2 separate regions of the Triticum aestivum genome follow, and region 1 is linked to region 2. A link is a contact called in public Hi-C data. All regions are on one chromosome and are shown on one strand. Each heading gives the region's core, a stretch centred on a gene start, on an enhancer-like site or on the middle of the called end of the contact. The rest is flanking DNA. Distances are from core to core; before and after follow the strand shown. Region 1 holds the start of LOC123088093. Region 2 has its middle 15 kb from the start of LOC123088092.

The links. Hi-C and Micro-C count contacts between places; a contact is called where the count stands out from the background.
Region 1: a contact with region 2 is called in a Hi-C map of leaf, with 4 times the contacts expected there. The contact joins the promoter of LOC123088093 here to the enhancer-like site in region 2. A contact is called at or near these places in 4 of 5 Hi-C or Micro-C datasets (leaf and an unstated tissue) and 1 of 1 datasets of contacts at active chromatin or transcription factors (leaf).

What each region holds. Positions count from the first base shown.
Region 1 is chr4A:681,007,135-681,014,491 of IWGSC CS RefSeq v2.1, reverse strand. It overlaps LOC123088093, which reads right to left and starts at 2,193. Exons shown (of 1, transcript XM_044510250.1): 1 at 1,123-2,193. The coding sequence starts at 2,003. The coding sequence ends at 1,494.
Region 2 is chr4A:680,827,495-680,834,145 of IWGSC CS RefSeq v2.1, reverse strand. No RefSeq gene overlaps it. Among protein-coding and RNA genes, the nearest start is that of LOC123088092, 15 kb to the right of the region's middle. Within about 2 kb of position 4,020, at least 1 of the 8 cell types and tissues checked has an H3K27ac peak or open chromatin away from gene starts, as enhancers often do.

The DNA.
Region 1 (7,357 bases), core at 944-3,443, 180 kb before region 2:
AGGCTTCATTTGTCATTTCCACGTCGGCGGGAGGAGTCGTTCGGGTCGCTGCCAGGTCCCCATCGACTCCCGGTCATGGCTAGGCCCTGGGTCAGGGCAGGGGTGCCCGGTGCAACTTCCACACGGTTGGAGGCGGGCGGGTGCACCAGTCACCATGGTATCCACCGGCCGCCGCCGTGCGCGCGCGATCGACCGTGGACGGCACGATTCGAGGAGACATATTCTAATCTTGATTCGGAACGAGGATCTATATATATTCCGGCCATATATATATATATATCTGACCCAATCGGATGCAACCACTTAATCCGGTCTGCGACACAGCTGCAGGGTACGGTCAACGGAGTTTTCTATCAGCTGTTCGTATTCGGCAATGCTAAAAATCTCATTTGTTTTTGGTTCCTCTGACCTTTTCTTGCTCCTGCGCCGGTCGTACACGGCTGCACGCACGTTCCTCGTTGCCTCCGTCGCCGCCGTGGGCGCAGGTTTGCCAACATGAGCCACGTACCGTTCCCGCTCACCGGAGCACGGCTACTTTGGTCTATATGTGCAGAGAGAGTTCGACCGACGTGCTTGTGTGCACCTAGAGGTGCATGCTGTTTTTCATGGCGGCTATTCGGTTGTGTCGGCGCACGTGTCGCGATATCGAGCTGCCTTACCCATCCAAGCAGGGCGGGCCGACGGGCTTTGGGCTTTGGCCGAGACGGAAACAAGTCCGGATCGAGACAACCAGTTTCACGTCCAAACGGATCATCACCAGCTAAAAGATGAAAAGCAGCCGAGAAAATGGAAAGATGATTCAAGCATGACAAGAAAGCTAAAGTGACAAGAGTGGAGTAGCAAAGAAGCAATCATAGAAGGAATTAACTCTTCTATCAGTGCGTCTGTGTGACCAACTGCGTGTATACTCCCTCCGTTCCAAATTACTTGTCCTGGTTTTAGTACAAATTTGAACTAAAACCACGACGAATAATTTGAAACGAAGTGAGTATGATGCAAGCATTCCTTTCTGTTCCTCCTGATTTTGCATACTCCATATGTTCAATCGCCCCCGTATAGTAGCAATAGTAGCAAGTAGCAAGTAGCAAGACCAAAGGTATGCAGGCCAAGTACACAAGATACTGAGAAAGAAATTCAAGCAAAGCTATGGTATAATTCGTGAATCCCAGGAGCATTCACGTAGTAGTAGTGCATACTATGCTAGATACAAATACAAGTTAATTTACATCTATACACTCTGTCCTAATTTAAAAAAAATCAATAACCATATGCGATTTTCACCATATATGTGTGCTTCTCCTTACGGTCAGCTACTTGATCTCGTGTATATACACGGCGCTTGAGGAAAATATCAAATCAAGCTCAAGAAGAATACTTGTGAAAAATAATAGAGGAAATAAAGAAAAATCATCAATACCCGATCGATCGAGAACCGAGAAAGGCCAAGCATGTTTGTTGGTATAATGGTTGGTGGGCGGCGCCGGCCGGTCTGATCAAAAGAAGACCCACTTGGTCGACGACTTCTCCTTCATGGTGCTGGAATGGAAGAGCTCGCCGCCGTCGCCTGCTTCCCCTGTTTTCCGCCGCTTCTCCGTCCCGACCAGCCTCGACAGGAACCGCCCGATCTTCTTCTTGCTGCTGCTCTTCTTCTTCTTCTTCGCCTCGCCCTCCTTTCCCTTGGCTTCTGCTGGTTTCTTTGAGGCCGTCGGCATGAGCGGCTGCGAGAAGGCGGAGACGTTGACGAAGGAGGAGCCGGCCCCGGAGCCGACGACGTGGACGGAGGTGGCGTCGGCGGAGAGGGCCGCGCGGTGGAGCGGCGGGGAGTCGGTGGAGGAGTAGGGGGAGGTGCTGGCCGAGTTGGAGGCGCGCGTAAGGGTGGTGGTGGCGGAGGAGTTGGCGGAGAGGTGGGCGAGGCGGTCGCGGAGGCAGCTCGGGCACACGCCCTTGGACAGCCGGTGCTCCGGGTGCCGCCGGCACCGGTCCTCCCAGTCCGACCTCCGCATCACTCGATCTTCTTAATCAGCTCGGTCGATCGGGGTGCGCCCTCGCGTTGCTGTGTCTCGATAGATGCTCACGTCGGCGTTCGCGTTCTTGGCGGTGTTGGTGCTCGGGGAGGAGGGTGGGGGTGGAGAGAGGAGATATGAAGAGCAGGGGAGACCCGAGGTCGACGAAGCGAGGTGGAAATGTCAGCCTTGTCGCAAGAGGTGGTGGTGCCAGGTGCTACTGTTTTATTGGCGCGTCCGTAGAAAAAAGAATGTTTTTGTTTTCATTTCAGGTTCCTTTCGGATACTTTTCCTTTTCCTGCCTAGTGGAGAGGAATTTTTGGTGTGTGTGTTTTTTTAGGGTAAAGGATTTTTGGTGTTGGAACTGTAGCGGCCATAGTAGAATTTGCCAAGGACAACAAGGTCACAGTGAAAGCCGACATGATTTGATTCCTCAACGCAAATGAGAGTGATATCACTTTTTCGGTATGGTTTAAGGACATATTCATGTTTTCTTGCTCTCATTGTATGGAAAGTAAGGGCATCTACAACGTCGACCTCTAAGCCGGACACGCATCCGTCCACGGACCGAGAGACCAGTCCAAGGACATGATGCGGGAGCCAGCTATCCACAGATATCTACATATAATTTGAACCGGATTTAAACAAACGATACGAAACTAATGCAAATCAGATGATTTTTGTATAAACCAGACGATATTTGCAATTCAGAGATATTTTAAATAAACTATAGCGGACTAGCCAAAACTAGTTAATAGCCGGCCGCGGCGGATCTTCATTCTCCGGACATATCTTTCTATACCCGGCAGCCCATTCATCGGATTGCCGTAAGCTATAGAGGGATATAGAGACATGCTTCAGCGACAAGGAAGAGTAGCCTTCCTCTGCTGTCGCGAAGCACATATCAGAGTTGGTTTTTGGGCGAGGAAGACGGTTGCCATGGCCTACGCCCCCGCGAAGCGGGAAAGTCATTGGCTATGTAACTCGGCGAGGCGGTGGCGGTGGCCTCCCATGGTGTATTTTCCTCACTGTCCACAGCGGCCGCAGGCGTGCCCGCTTCGTTGTCTTGCCGCCGGGACGCGGCCGACGCGGAGTTGCCCCCCCTCCCCCCTCTGGTTTGCGAGGAAAAGGATGTCCGAACCGGCCCGCGGACGAATGCAGGACCAAGTTGGATGACAAAACACGTCCTGACAATGCGGTCCAGTCAATTACGGGCTGTTTGAGGGTTGGCATTGAAGATGCCCTAATGCTTCCTCCGGCTCTTTACATAGTTGTTTTTACTCAACCTTTGGGCTTTGACTTCGAATCTAATACTTAATTATTTTTCTTCTGAAATCGCAGCTCTTTGGCTCTATTTATTAATTAGGAAGAAGAGAATTATTCGATGAAGTAGCCAAAAACCGATTACATCACGCCTACAAAATAGGGAACCCCATCGACCTGGCTGTCCACCAATCCCCACACACCGCTAAAGAGGGAAATGCCGTCGAGATTATCTCCAAATTGTCATCGTATTCACTCCATCCCAAGCAAGTGACTCTATCTTCATCACTGATGATCAACCAAGAGCTCTCACTTCGGACGTAGCAGGAGATATATGACGATCTATGCCATACAATTGGTCGAACATGTCGAGGACTTGCTAGCTCAGCTTTGAGTCACGGGATAAAACAACATGACTTGTGCTGACCGAGCCCGACGTGGGCACTGGAGATTGCTGGACACCGGACCAACCCTTCGCATGGTATCATACCGCCGCATCGCCCACGACGCTACAACTTCGACTTCACACTACAACACACGAGGATGCTAGAACAAACCCAAGACTCGCCAGATGGTCGATGACAGAGGCATGTTATGACCCCGCTCCTCTCGCCACTGTCATCATTGTCACATAAGTCGCAAAGCCACCAGATACGGGACAACCTCCTTGATATCTACATCCACGTTGTTGGTCGGGCAGGGGCCAACCACAAATATCATGTGCGTCCAACCCCTCGAAAGTGCGAATATAATCATTAGTCTTGAAGGCAACGCTCCAAAGAGGGAAGCGTCACAGGGATGACGTCGTCGTCCTTCCCAATTAGGTCTTAGGCTTTCTCCAGAGAACCAGATCCAATGATGAAACAGTCAAAAAACTGTGCGGCAATGCCTTTAAAGAGGAGAACGACGCCCGCAGCCCCGGCATCGCCAAGCAGGCTTTTCCTCAAAGCATCTTGACAACCACCCACACGCAGCCGGCCCATGGCGACCCGCACCTCCACCGGCCGGCACACCTCTACACGGCATCCACGCCATCGGCATGTAGAGATCACCTCTGCATCTCGCCCGCCATATCCGGCATTTTTGAGTACAACATTACATCAAGGTGGCTACTTGAGAGTTGTATGTGCATGCATTTACGTTGAAGAAAATGAAACCAGCATGCGTTCTACTCCATATTTTTTGCGTAATTTACACCATAGCGACCCTTGAGAAAATGGCTCTTGAGTCTTGGGCAGAATCAATCAACAGGGAATGGCCGGATCAATTAATTCTGTCGGCAGTACTGACAACAACACCAGACTGAACTTGGTCACGACCACCACACGCGAGACGGCGAGAGGGGGAAACCTACCTGGTCGGTCATCCGTGTGGTGGGACGCGTCGATCGTACACACACACACACCCAGCTTCGTTTCGTCACCTCGCGCGTCTGCTAAAGCAGAGCAAAACAAACATGCTTCTTGTTTTTCCAGCCCCTGTTGACCGGTGGAAACAAAAAGAAAAGAAAAGAAAAGGGACTAGTGCCACAGCGTGAGAAAAGATAAGCGCTGCCTCCATGGCGCCATGGCCACGCCGGTCAAAAGACGCTGGCTATCTTTAATCGCACGTCTCTCCCAGTGGGATCCGGTCGCGCTTTGCCTTCTCCTACCTCCCACCTCCTCTCCCTATCTGCGTCCAAGCGTTTTACACCTGATGAAAAGTAAAAGGGAGAGAGGGAAATAAAGATAAAAAAGCGGAGGAAAAATGTATTATAGGGCTGTGGTCTAGCGGGAGACAAGGGCCGTGGCCCGCGACGGCGACCGGCGGGCCCACGCGGCCTCGTTGGTCTTGGTGGACGGGGGTACTGGAGCAAGACAAGAGTTTTGGCGAGTGGTGGCACTGGCCGCCGGTCGCCGCACGCGCACGCGCACGCGAGGAGATTGGTCAGACGCGCGTCGATCGCTAGCTACGTGCGCTCCCGGCTCGGCTCTCCGTCCCCTGATGTGCACGTCCGCGCGTGCGCGTGGGGTCGCGCTGCGTGCGTAGTGTGCCGCCTCGAGTCGGGTCGCGTCGAGGAGTGTGTGTGGTTTCGGTTTGCTTCCTTCTGGCGAGTGGCCTGTGCACGTACGGCGCGACGTGCTTGTTGGGGTTGGTGACTGGTCGACGCCGTGATCGTCGTGCTCGTGTTGAGCATGGGTTCGGACCATCGCGGACAATTTTCGTGTTTTGACCCTTTTGCAAAAGTTTACCTGAATCTGACTTTGGTTCGTAAAAATTTCAGGATTTGATCCTTTTTCTATCGTCATTGCTTTTGGTGGTAGGGTTACACAACCTACCGCCAAGGGCTCTCACGGTAGGAGTTACCGAGACCGTCACGCCTGTTTGATGTGAAGAAGACCCTATCGCAATAGTCTCTGGCGATGGGTAGTTATACCCTACCGTTTAGTATTCTGCGGTAGGGTCTGCATGCCGGTGAAATGCGCTAGTCTAATTATATTAGGCGCTGCATGTAGTCATGCTGTTGCCAGTAATTAGCTCGACTGCATGTTGATGTGTAGGTAGCTAGCTCGTCTGCATGCTACTCCCTACGTCCTAATGTAAGACATTTTTTTTACATTATATTAGAGTCAAAAAACCGTCTTACATTATGGGACGAAGAAAGTACTCTACCACACTCCTCACGCGACCCGACTCGAGGTAGCACACTACGCACGCAGATATCTACGTAAACCACGTTTACAGAAGGCTGCGTAAACCCGACTCGAGGCTGCGTGCAAAGTAAATATCTACATAGTACGTAGATCAACTAAATCTACACTAAACTACTCGTTGTCATCGAAGATGTCCCCTATCCCTGTTCCGGTCTCCAGGTACATGGCAGCAGATGGCTCCGTGGCGGCCTCCGCCTCCATCTCACCCCATCAAAAAGCATGTCGGTCTTCACCCGTTGTTGTCGGATGAAGCGTCGGTTGGATTTTACATATGCCTCATCTTAGATGGAGTTGAGGATGGCAGTCTGCTCCGCCATCTCTGCCGCTTGGACGACCTCGAATTGTGCCATGACGAAGCCCGCAACCGGCACCGACTCCTCCTCTCCCTCCTTCGAATATGCCCCCTCCATGGGCTTCGGCTGCTGATACCCCTCTTCCTCTTCCACCTCCTCCTTTTCCAGCTTCGGCTAGACCGGATGCATGCCAGCTGCGATTCGGGCGGCGCACCTGTAGGGGAACGTAGTAATTTCAAAAAAATTCGTACGCACACGCAAGATCATGGTGATGCATAGCAACGAGAGGGGAGAGTGTCGTCCACGTACCCTCATAGATCCTTAAGCGGAAGCGTTATGACAACACGGTTGATGTAGTCATACGTCTTCACGATCGACCGATCCTCAGTACCGAACGTACGGCACCTCCACGTTCAGTACACGTTCAGCTCGGTGATGTCCCGCGAACTCACGATCCAGTAGAGCTCGGGGAAGAGTTTCGTCAGCACGACGGCGTGGTGACGATGTTGATGAAGCTACCATTGTAGGGCTTCGCCTAAGCACCGCTACAGTATGACCGAGGTGGATTATGATGGAGGGGGGCACCGCACACGGCTGGGAGAGATCAATGATCAACTTGTGTCTAGAGGTGCCCCCCTGCCCCCGTATATAAAGGAGCAAGGGGGGAGGCCGGCCGACCCTAGAGGGCGCGCCAGGAGGAGGAATCCTCCTCCTAGTAGGAGTAGGATTCCCCTCTTTCCTACTCCTACTAGGAGGGGGAAAGGTGTTGGAAATATGCCCTAGAGGCAATAATAAAAGGATTATTATTATATTTCCTTGTTCATGATAATTGTCTTTTATTCATGCTATAATTGTGTTATCCGGAAATCGTAATACATGTGTGAATACATAGACACCAACATGTCCCTAGTAAGCCTCTAGTTGACTAGCTCATTGATCAATGATAGTCATGGTTTCCTGACTATGGACATTGGATGTCATTGATAACAACATCACATCATTAGGAGAATGATGTGATGGACAAGACCCAATCCTAAACATAGCACAAGATCGTATAGTTCGTTTGCTAGAGTTTTCCCAATGTCAAGTATCTTTTCCTTAGACC
Region 2 (6,651 bases), core at 2,771-5,270:
CCCCTTCATGTACTTCGACTTTTCTTTGGCAGCTTCGGCATCACAAGTCACCTTGAATATTTCAAACTGCTCTTTCGTGATTGTCGGATTATCCTTTACAATCTTGGAGTAGGGTTCCTTTTTGTTGATGATTCGATGTTTCACCCTTTGCTTTCCAGGCGGCCAACGCGCCGCTAAACTTGGTCATGGCACATTTGTTTATCTTCTTCATTGTCGGGTCTTTATCTGGATCAGTATATTTGTTTTCATCCCAGCCCGGGAACAAGAATATCTAGTGCAGCTTCTTTAGGAGGGAGGGCCTCATATTTTCTATCTTCTTTAGTTTCTCATCGTTGATGGTGGCGGCTGTCTGTACGATGTAGCCTATTTGATTGTCGTAGCACGATCACGCTTCCTCAGGCTTTTTGGCTCAAAATTGCCCTCGTCCACCTCCGTGACCACCACTCTAGTAGTGATGAGCTGGGTTAGGGTCGTTGCCTCTTTGGTTTCAGTTCTATACTGGCTCCGCCAGTCTCGGTGCAGGTCTTGGCGCCGATCTCAGTCTCAGCGCCGGTCTCGATGTCGGTCTTAGTCTCTAATGTGACAGGTGGGCCCAATAACAACAACTGTTGATCGTCGGCAAGGTTCAAAAATCCGCCGGCCGCCCGGTAGACGTCGTCGCAATCACCAGAACCATGTCCTTCATCGTTGCTAGCCATGTTTCCTACGATTAAATCTAGTCAATTAATTCTAGACCTAATAAAATGAATAACGACATAAAAAAGGCCTATGTTTTGTAGGAACGTTGATTCCTTCCCGGTGCGGCAAATCCCGGGCACTCGATATGTCCTAGTTTGTAGTACAAGTCATGCCGAAATCCACGGAAAATCTCGGCATGACCTTTGCTAAAAAGTGGACAAATAGAGCACCTCAAATTTGCCGGAACGGAAATGAATCAACATTCCGGCAAAACATAGGCCACTCGGCTTCATACACTGGAAACAACAAAAGGCCACTTGGACACAATCGAACCATTTCAATGAAAAGATATAACATGACCACTTCAATGAAAAGAAATAATCAACAATAAAAGTCTAGGAAGGGATCATCTTTAAAATAAAACTTGCCTAAATTTCTTTCCTTGAAAAATAGTGGTCTTTTCAAAAATCAAAAACCTTTGCAAAATGACCTCACTAAACACTTCTCTGCCTAGGATAGAACTCAAATTCTGTTCTAGCTATTCCTCTCACACACACATTATTTTCTTTTCATACAAATTGTTTTAGAGCAAATATTCCAACAATACTTGACCTTATTAGAAATTGCAACGGAACTCCATTTTCTCTAACACTTCTGACCTTACCAAAATTTCCACAGGAAGACCATAGTACCTACACCCAATTTCTTTAAAAATATTTAGGTCCATAGTCCAAATAATTCAAATTACATTTGAATGAAATTTGGACCAGATTCAGGTCCATAGTCCAAATAATTTTTTATAACTAAATGCTACTATTTTTTTGTTTATAGCCTCTATTAATTTAAAGCTAAATGCTACTATAATTTATATACCCTCTGTTAATTTAAAGCTAAATGGAAATACTGTTTAGGCATTTTCATCAAAATTTGCCCTAGCTAATTTCCTAACAAGAATTGCTCATCTTTTTTCCTAAATGCTAAAAAAATGCCTACTGCCCTAAACAAATCTAGGGTTCATATGAACACATAGGGTTCATATATATGAACATCAACAAGCAGCAACATATGTACCAAAGAGAGAGAGGGGGGGAGGGCAGGGGAGAGGAGAGGGAGAGCCTTATAGTCGGCGGCGAGGGCGGGCTCGGGCTCGGGCTCGGGCGGCGGTGGTGAGGTCGAGGGCGGCGACGGTGAGGTCGAGGACGGCCTCGGGCGTCGACGATGGGGTTGAGGGCGGCCTCGGGCGGCGGCGGTGAGGTCGAGAGCGTGCGCGATCGACGGTGGCAGCAGAGGAGTTGGGGAGTTGAGGAAATAGGAGGGAGAAGGGGGAAAGGACTTAGCAAAATTTTAAGCCCGCACGTGGTCAAGTCAAACTAGCAGTAGCGCTGGTAGAAAAAATGCGCTACTGCTAAGTTAGCTATAGCGCTTCTGGCCAAAACGCGCTACTGCTACCAGAAGTAGCTATTTATTTTCCTTTTTCTTTTTTTTATCTAAGGAACTTAGCTATAGCGCGGGAACACAAAACACGCTACTGTAGTTATAGCGTTTTTTGCGAACAAGCGCTACTGCTATGCCTCTCTCCACTATTTTTCTTTTTCTTTTCTTTTTCTTTTTTATTTCTTTTTTTTTCATTTTCATTTACTTTTTTAAATTATTCTTCTACTTATTTTATTTTTCTTAGCAGTAACGCTCTACAACAGAAACGCGGTGCTACAAGGTACTTAGCAATAGCGTGTTTCCCTCAAGCTCGCTACTACTATTCCTAGCCTACCGGCAACGGTGTAGGAATTATAGCAATAGCGTTTTTCTGGGCAGACGCGCTACTGCTACAACTATAGTTGTAGCGTGCTTTCGTGACAAGCACTACTACTAAGTAGCAGTAGCGCTTAGTTTTGGCCAGCACTACTGCTATATCTCTGTGTATAAGATTTTGCCTAGTAGTGTATGAGCCTCTCCTACTGTTTTCACTGGTAAAGAAAAACACTGATGCTTAGCCACTCTTATGGAGACGTTTTTTTATGTACATGAGCATTTTCATGATCTACTCGCAAACTATCGGGGCATGCTACCGTCGGCTGGCAGATCTTTTTACAAGATCGACCGCCTCTGTAGCCGTAAGATTTTGTGCCATCCAACCTTCATCATCATTCCAACCTTGCAACAAGGGTAGTGTTGCACACCTTTGCATTGCAATATATGTGATGTTGCAGATTATTTTTTGTCTTTAGTTTTTTGTAACATGGGTGTTGTTATGGAAGAAAATTTTGCAACAAAGATAATATTGCGGAATTGTTTTTGTCTTCACTTTTTTACAACATGGGCGTGGTCGCCAAAATTAATTTTGCAATAAAGATAATGTTGTAGAAAAAATTACAGAAACATACACACGAAGACACGCGTTGCACGATCCATTGGCTGAAACGAAGTGTTTTCGTAAACTATCCTTCCTACTTATAAAGATTGGAGTTGGTGCTGAGTTCACTCATGGGCCCAACATCCTTTCTAAACAAACAAATACACAGATCCCATACGTAGAACTAGCAACCTTTCAAGAGACATATAGACAAATATATTTAACTCATGTGTGGGCTCTATCATAAATAAAAAATACAGTACTTTCATGTAAAACCAACATTTTTTAAAAGGCACAAATAACAAACACAAAAGTATAACTTCAACTTGGTTTTAGTTTCTCTTCCCAACCTATTATGGTTATTTGAAATTCTCTAACGCCGCATAACTCTCACCATATTTTTGTTATCATTTCTAACCGTAAATCACTCAACGGCCACAAACAACACTAATGTTATTTGACCACCTGCTAAGCCAATGGCTCCGCGGCAACGCCCGGGCATCGTGCTAATTTCAAAAAATTATGAAGACATATAACTATTGGTTATGTTCATATATAAAATATCTAAATCAACTTTTTATACGTATTTAATCTGAGTTATTTGTGTCCAGTGGCGGAGATAGGCCTGGGGCAGCTAGGGCTATAGCCCCAGGCCTAGAAACAACTTTCTTTGTAATTTCTTCATGCAAAGCATAGAAAATCATTGAAGTTTATCACTTAACATAGCATAGCCCTAGGCGTAATCTGCATCTAGCTCCGCCACTGTTTGTGTCTATGTTATTTTAAATTATGAAATTGAAGAAATATGTGCTCAATAGGCCGTACAGAGGCCCGCCATTTTAAATCTGGAAATCACGATGGCTGCTGCTAACGGGAGCTCCTAACCGGCGCTCTCAGCGCCGTTTCTGATTACTGGCGCTCGAAGGTGGTGATACTTGGGCCGGCCCAGCAACACTTCGTTCGCTCGCTCCCAGGCAGCGCAAAAAGAAACAATAAAGTTGCGATCTGGTGGATTGAACACGCGCCGCGACTACAACGTTCGAGCACGGCTAACCACAAAGCCAACTACGTACTGGCGACTAAATACAGGACAAACATTTTAATAGCAGAATTATATCGTTTACTGGTTTCTCAAAAAAAAAAGGTATATCATTTACTGTAGCGCCTTGATTTTTGAATTATTTCTAGCAAATGTGTTTTTCAATGTAAACAAAAAATTTAAAGTTCACATATTCAAAAAAAGATCATGTATTAAAATAAAAAGCACAAATACGAAAAAGTTAATGTATTCAAAAAAGTTCAAAAATACAAAAGTCATTAAAAATTAAAAAGTACACTTATTTGGGAAACAGTTCATGAATTTGAAAAGGAGTTCATCGTTTTTAAAAAAGTTCATGAACTCTTTTGGAAAAAAATATCGGTGGTCGAATTTGAAACAAATCATGAAAAAAGTTCATCAAATTTGAAAAAAGTTCATAAAAAATGAAAAAGTTCATCGAGTTACCAAAAATTTCATCAATTTTGAAAAAAGTTCATCAAATTTGAAAAATAGTTCATCAACTTGAAAAAAGTTCATCGAGTTACAAAAAAGTTCATCGACTTTGAAAAAAGTTCATCAAATATAAAAATAGTTCATCAACTTCGAAAAAAATTCATCAAGTTACAAAAAAGTTCATGGACTTTGAAAAAAGTTCATCAAATATGAAAAAATAGTTCATCAATTTCGAAAAAAGTGCATCAAATTTGAGAAAAGTTCATCAAAATTGGAAAAAGTTCATCAAAATGAAAAAGTTCGTCGAGTTAACAAAAAATTCATCAATTTTGAAAAAAGTTCATCAAATTTGGAAAACAGCTCATCAACTTCGAAAAAAGTTCATCGAGTTACAGAAAAGTTCATCGACTTTGAAAAAAGTTCATCAAATATGAAAAAGAGTTCATCAACTTCGAAAAAAATTCATCGACTTGGAAAAAAGTTCATCAAATATGAAAAATAGTTCATCAATTTCGAAAAAAGTGCATCAAGTTTGAGAAAAGTTCATCAAATTTAAAAAAAGTTCACTAAATTTGAAAAACGTTCATCAAATATTATAAAATACGTTCACACATTTTTGAAAACAAAAAAAATAAAAAGTTCACCACTTTTGAAAAGTTGTTCATGAATTTTAAAAAATATTCACGCATTTAGTTAAAAGAAAAAAGAACAAAACAAAAACTGTTCCGAGAAAAATAAAAAAGAAGAAGAAGAAGAAGAAAACGAAGAGAACTGTTGCTAAAAAAAGGAAAAGGAAAGAACAAATGAAGGAAAAAGCAATTACCGAACACATATGGTAGTGGTGGCTAGTTGGTTCACCCTAGCGTACGACAAACCTGGCGACCATGGTTCGAATCACGCCATCGCTCAATTTTTGCGTTTTAACAAAAAAAAAAGTAGAACGGGCCGGCCCAGCGAGGCGGAGGGGTGTGCGCCCGTTTGCGAAACCTGAAGAAACGGGCGCAGCGGGCGCCGTTTAGGATTTGCCGTTACGTATCATCTGTACTGAGTTATAATAGGGCTCACATACACGCACTACAGTACCAGACCGGCCCATTTTCGCGTATTCAAGAGTTTTTCGCTCGTACGGTGTCATTGGCTACATTAGCTTTCTCCCGGTCGCGAGCTTTTATCCATTTTTTATGTTTTTCTTCATATTTCGTTTTATGTTTTTGTTTTTGTTTTCCTTTGGTTTTCTTTTCTTCGGGTTTTTTTCAACATATGTGTACAGTTCCATACGCATTTTACATTTTCGTATATCATAAAAATATTTTTTACACACGGTTAACATTTTTGAAATAGCTGATTAACATTTTTGTAATATATGTTTTTAAATACACGTTGGAACATTTTTTTTGAATGGTAAAATATTTTTTTCTGAATCATGATTGATAATAACTATAACACTTTTCAGATGCAAGATTTTCTAAAAATTATGTAAACTTTTTTTGTAATATACATTGATAATATTTCTAAATATGAAAAGTAAAGAAAATAGAAAAAAAGAAAAAAGAAAGTAACATGACCTCGGCAGGGGAGCCATTGCTACTAGCCAGCCCAAAACCTCCTCCCTGGAGGCGAACCCAAGTAAGACTTGCATTGGGCAGCACATAGGACAGCAACTAGTTAATGAGTGCTCCTTCGGGTGCCTCGCAACGATCAGCGCCACTTGGCGAGCTCTCTGCCATTCGCCACGTGTCGCGCTCTGGGCGCTCCTTCTGGATTTTTTTTTCGCACGCGTTTTTGGCTTTTTAAACGTTTTTTTCGGGGGTTTTCGACGTTTTGGTTTCCATCGGTCTTCCTTAGCTTTTCAATCAAAAAAGTGAAAAAAAATATTATGCATGAAAAAACGCATTTTCATTTTTTTCTCTTTCATGAGAGTCATGATTTTGCTTCCGCGAGAGGCACGGTTTTGCTTTCGTGAGAGTCACGGCCGTGCCTCTCGAAAACGGAAAAGAACATATTTTCTGTTTCTTTTCTTTCGCGAGAGTCATGGTTTTGCTTCCGCGAGAGGCACGGATGTGCTCTCGCGAGAGTCACGGCCGTGCCTCTCGGAAACGAAAAAAAATATGTTTTCTGTTTTTTTTTCTTT